Linked DNA regions of Mus musculus: region 1 is linked to region 2. Evidence: chromatin contacts called from public HiChIP or PLAC-seq data. All regions are on one chromosome and are shown on one strand. Each heading gives the region's core, a stretch centred on a gene start, on an enhancer-like site or on the middle of the called end of the contact. The rest is flanking DNA. Distances are from core to core; before and after follow the strand shown.

Region 1 (2,700 bases), core at 195-2,694, 280 kb before region 2:
GATTGTCCCTGCAGCACTTGCCAAAGCTCTATTTGTACATGTCCTCTGATGTGCTCCGGGCTCCGGACCCTCCATTAGAGTCACGGGGACCCCTGGACCAGAGTTCCAGGAAGAGTAGGCACAACAATGATCTTAGCTTCGGGGAGCAACTCCCGAGATGCACACAGATTTTAACAAATTGTGGTGGACACCTTCTGTCCACCAGAGCAAAGTATAATTTATGCGACTGGACAGTGGAGACAGTTGAGCTACCGAGGCCTCAAAGCAACTGCTGGGCGATCTTTTGGTACCCTGGACTCCCGGCTCTTGCCTGCCTGCGCTGGCACAGTTGTAATCCAGGGTGCCTGGGCAGAGAGCCAGAGGGAATTTTCCACCTGCTTGCCTATGTTTTCTGTTCTGTGGTCTGGAGCCTGGGCCTGGGGAGGGGCAGGTCCCCCTAGGTATTTGGAGTAGAACTCCTGGGTTGTTTGGGGACCCTTTCCTTACTTCACAACCCAACTGGGTCTCTTGTCTCCTCCCTAGAAGAGATGCAGGGATAGATGAGGCTTTGGGAAGGTTGGTCCCTGGAAGCAGCCTGGACTGACTGAGCCCCTGCCTTGTGTGGATGATGCTTATACAGTGACACCAAGATGTGCTAATGGGCAAACCTTGTGTCACAAAGGGAAATGGTAGCCAAGTCAGGGCTTAGAGCCAAGTTTCCAGGTTCACAGTCCAGTATCTGTCACCACTCTCTGTCCTAGGGAGTCTCCCTCCCCCATCCCTTCTCCATCACTATCTGAAGCAGGTTAAAGGTGTGACACCTCTCCTCACATACTCCCTAGGTCAGAACCAACAAAAGTCAGGACAGAAGAGCACATGTGTCCAGACAATGCTTGAGCTTCGCGTAGCCCAGAGCCTTCAGAGGACAAAGACCCCGAAAGGAAATCCTCTCTGCTGAGGAAGGATGGAGAACAAACAGCTGGAGCAAAAATATGTCTGGACACAGGAAAGGGATGGAGCTGGAAAAAGTGGACCCAGCAAAGCTGGTCACCCATTTAGATTCCTCCTGTGCTCGCTGTAGCCTGTCCTCTTCCTGCCATGGAATCCCCTCGGCACAGGGTCTCTAGCGGAGAAAGAAGAGATCGGCTTTCTTTAAGTTTTATGTGACTTTCGGGGAGAGGGTGCCTAGTGTCTGAGATCTACCTTGGGGAAGATTTCTAACATTTATCACTGAGTTTGGGAGAACAAAGGGTTAGGAGACCTAAAGGCAGGAGCTAACTTGGAGCCTTCAGGACTTCTCCAGAGTCTGCACCATGCTGAGATGCCATACTTGGGGTTATCATGTTCTGAGCCCAACACAAGGTTATCAGCGTCCTGGACCAGTGACCTTTTACTCCCTGTACCAGTTCAACACAGGGAGTGGCCTGGCCTGGCCTGGCCTGGCCCTGCACACCTCAGAGCTAGCAGCAGCCTTGCTGGCTCCCACCACTTTCAGGGTGTCCTTACCTCTGTGTGGTGTCCTCAGGGTGAGGGTTAGGCAGGGCTGCTCCACCAAACAATGCTGGAGGTGGGGGTGGGGAGAATTGAAACCACTGGTGACCCCGGAAGACTAAGGGCGGGGGAGGAGACCAGAGACTATGGACCAGAGTGCTAGGTGGCTCTGTGGGGCCCACTTGAAGCCTTTTTCTCCCCACTCCCTTTACCTTGCTAGAAACTCAACCCTATCCCTACCCCAGATCACCAGTGGGAGTGAAGCCAGCAGAGTCCTGGGGCTCAAGCCTGGAATCCTGTATCTCTCCCCTCTGGGGTTAGGTGACCAGGCACACCTATGCCTCCCTCCCTGGAGTAAACAGCAAATGGAAAGCCAAGGGCAGGGGTGGGGTGAGGCTGAAACTGGGTGCAGAGAGCCGGGTGAGTCATGTGCATTGTAGCTCTCAGGGACTAGAGGGGGGTGGAGATGGAGAGGACACAGCGGGGAGCAACACAGCTGAGGACACAGAACAGGACCAACTGGGTGTCCTACCTACACACACACACACACACACACACACACACACACACACACACACACACACACACCCGCCTCCCCCACTCCCTGCTCCCGGCACTCTCTAACTGGCATTTGGAAAATGATCTTCCAACCTCTTTTGGGCGATTTGTCTTGTTGAGGAAGGAGTCTGACCACCCCTATAGGTTTTCCAGAGAGGACAAATGACTTATCGAGAGACACAGAGAGCCGTCTTGAGGCTCCAAAATCATCCATGAGTTTAAATCCCGGAACCACAGATCTTCTCTGTCCTGCCAGGACGAGGACTCGTAAGGGTCTGCAGTTACATTCATGGCTAAGATGCAGACAAGCGACAGTAGTTCCTGGGTGGAGTGGATCAGTTTCCTGACGTCAGCAATCCCTGGAAGCCCTGCCCGGCAGTATGACATCACAGGGCTGGATCCCTTGGAGGTGGGAAGAAAGATCCAGTTCTGCCTCTTGCAGCTGCACAGTGCAGTCAGATGGGGTAGGTCTGTCAACTGTAGGGTTACTGGTACCCTCTGCTACCCACCTCCCAGGAGCGCTTGCCCTGGGTGACTGAGTCAGCTCTCTAGCAGTGGTGAGTTGTGAATAACCTCGGCTGAGCATTTGCTGACAGCACAGAGTATTGTGGTGTAAGTGGTGGAATTTTGAGAATTCATGGTATCGGTTATCCTGGTTCCTCACCAATCAGC
Region 2 (2,700 bases), core at 36-2,535:
GCTAGCACGAAGTCTCACCATCATCCGTGGGGTCTCGGAAGGATCCTGACCGAATCATTCCCTTGGGTCTCTCGGCCAGGGACAGGGTGCTCCCCATTTGGGAGCCGCTGTACAGCTCGAAGGCCGCCTCGTGGGTGGGGATGCTGTTGGATCGGGTGATTCTTGGCGTGGTGGCCGCAGTGGGACTCACTGGAAGGACAGAGGGGAGGGGGAGGGGCGTGGGAGGGGGAGGCAGGAAAAGAGGCAGGGTCATCAGCTCTCTGGTCCCTTGTGGGGACGGAGCAGGAGTCATTGAAAGGCAAACGGGAAGAAGGGAGGAGAGGAAGGAGCAGTAGGTGGGGCCGTGGGGGTGTGCAAGCAGCTGGAGGTTAGGAGTGGCCCCTCCTGGGAAGGTTGGGCCCTGATGGAGAAGGACTCCATGGTCTGTACTAAGGATCTTCCTTGAATGCTTGACTGCCTTGGAGTGGTTGCTTTTGAAGGTTAGGCTGGGGGCCTGGCCACTTTCCCGAAACCTTCACATCACCAGGATGTGCTGATGAAAATGGGATGTGCGGTTCTCAAAAACACAAGCTGTCTTAGGGGTGGACTGAGAACTCAGACCAAGACTCAGATCCAAGTGAGGAAACAAACCAGGCTTCAGAGAGGCTACGGAATCCACACCTGTGAAATGGGTCAACCACAGAGGCCAACCCCACTTTCCCTTGCTAGATGGATGCCTTTCAGGGGTCAGAGCCTGTGGTGTTCCCCTGTCGGACCTCTTGCCTCCATGCAGGTATGTGGGTGTTCACCCTCCCTGCCTACAAAGACCTGGGGAGAAGAAGTCACCCCTCTGTCTTGGCCCTCAGGAACTAGTAAGATCGTTACTGTTTAGCCCAGTCCCTCATTCGACAGCATGAATGGCTTTTATTCTTGTTTGGCCTTTAATGGAGACAGAAAACAGGCTGATAAGCCCACAGAAGCCAAATGACTCTTCCTTAGGCATAAAGGACCCCCATTCCTAGTTTTCTTCAAATTCCCCACAGTCCCTGCATCGAAAGATGTTACAAGTCCTCTTTGGGGAAAAAACAAAACAAAACAAAAACCAACCCAAAACCTGCTTCCCCCCTCCCTACCCCCCTTAGTTGAGAGGAGAGATGGACTTAAGAGATACAGCAAGCAAATGGCAGGTCTACTCCAGACCTAGTCTAAAGAGATTCCTATTAAACCAGTCATGGCACAGTGCTTCCCAGAACCAGGGCTGGTGTGGGCCTGAGCTGGAGCCAGCCCCTCCTCCTGTAGCCTGTTTTCCCATCCCGTCTGAGTCACAGAGCCACTTCCTTCTCTCCAAAGGCTTTAAAGAGGGTGTGGTGTGTCTAGGGCGTGTCTTAGTCAGCCTGCCTTTAGGGCTGAGATAGCCTGGGCTCAGCCCGAGCAGTTGGTAGAGCTGGACTTTTCTGGTGACAGACTTCACTCTACAATCAACCCTTGTCTGTCTTCAGCTCACCAAACCCATAGGTTGGTATTGCCCTCCCAGCAGCTGCCCGGGACAGTACTGTCATGGACTTTCTTAAGCTCAGGGTCTTAGTGTATGGATTGCCCTGCTTGTCATTCAGACCCTCTGATGCCATCAGGACCCTATAGCTGTGTCCAGGGACAACCTTTTAGTCTAAGACCTTGGAACACTTTGCCTTCATCTTTAGTTTGGGTTGGTAAACTGAGGCACCATGAAGCAACCCCACTACAACAGGAGCCAAAATGCCTAGTTGTTTTGCTGCCTCACTCACTCTGCAGGGTGAGCCCCGCCTCATCTCTTGCCACAGTGAATGACTGCAGATACTGACCTATGTTGGTAAGCTGGCCCTTTGCACTCAAGGACATGGAGAGAGCAGGGGGGGATGGCAGCTCTGCCTGGTCGTCGGATTCTGGAAGCCCACCGGCAGTGTGGGAGTGCCGCCTCTCCTTGGTCTCCTCCTGGGACTGAAGCTGGTACCTGAAGAAGTAGCAAAGAGACACAGTCTGAGCTGCTACAAAGTGACATCAGAGGTTTGGCTGTGTGAGGGATGGCTAAGCTAGGGGTAGGAGGGGACTTTGGAAGAGGGACAAGGAAAAGGAGGATCGGTCGGAGGCAACCCAGGATTGTCCCCTGAAAGCTCCTGAAGGGGACAGGGTGGATGGAGGTTTTAGAAATTCCTCCACAGAGCAGGGCTCTATGGTGCCACATGGAGGCAGGTGACACATGTCCCCATGTATCCAAGTCAGTGGTATCTGACAGTGGAGGATCCACACCCCCTGTCCCTTGCCTATGTGCGTGGTCTCAGAAGTCCCCTGTGAGGGGATGAACTGCATCGAGGCAGTTCATAGGGCTGTGGTAACTTTGGACAACTGTGGTGGTTTGAATGTAAATGGCCCCCCAGAGGCTCACAGGGAGTAGCACTATTAGGAGTGGCCTTATTGGAGTGGGTGTGAAGTTGGAGGAAGTGTGCCACTAGGGGTAGTCTTTGAGGTCCCAGATGCTCCAGCTAGGCCCACTGTGGCTCACTTGGTTTCTAAGGCCTGCTGAACTCTCTGCTCCTCCTCCAGCACTATGTCTGCCTGCATGTTGATATGTTTTCTGCCTTGATGATAATGCACTAAACCTCTGAACTGTAAGCCAGCCCCAGTTAAATGTTTTCCTCTATAAGAGTTGCTGAAGTCACAGTGTCTCTTCACAGCAATAAAAGC

The links. HiChIP or PLAC-seq counts read pairs in DNA pulled down with a chosen protein or histone mark.
Region 1: a FOXA1 HiChIP or PLAC-seq map of pancreatic cancer cells shows a contact between it and region 2. The contact joins two enhancer-like sites. A contact is called at or near these places in 1 of 39 promoter capture datasets (hippocampal neurons), 1 of 15 datasets of contacts at CTCF or cohesin (the NIH/3T3 cell line), 2 of 484 Hi-C or Micro-C datasets (cardiomyocytes and myocytes), 2 of 115 datasets of contacts at active chromatin or transcription factors (bone marrow-derived dendritic cells and pancreatic cancer cells) and 2 of 9 other capture datasets (adipose tissue and liver).

What each region holds. Positions count from the first base shown.
Region 1 is chr1:135,181,732-135,184,431 of GRCm38.p6, forward strand. No RefSeq gene overlaps it. Among named protein-coding and RNA genes, the nearest start is that of Gpr37l1, 15 kb to the left of the region's middle. Within about 2 kb of position 1,445, at least 80 of the 459 cell types and tissues checked have an H3K27ac peak or open chromatin away from gene starts, as enhancers often do. A contact at or near this core is called in pancreatic cancer cells, where this site is marked.
Region 2 is chr1:135,465,821-135,468,520 of GRCm38.p6, forward strand. It overlaps Nav1 (neuron navigator 1), which reads right to left. Exons shown (of 30, transcript NM_173437.2): 9 at 1,821-1,969; 10 at 19-189. Among named protein-coding and RNA genes, the nearest start is that of Mir1231, 12 kb to the left of the region's middle. Within about 2 kb of position 1,286, at least 94 of the 459 cell types and tissues checked have an H3K27ac peak or open chromatin away from gene starts, as enhancers often do. A contact at or near this core is called in pancreatic cancer cells, where this site is marked.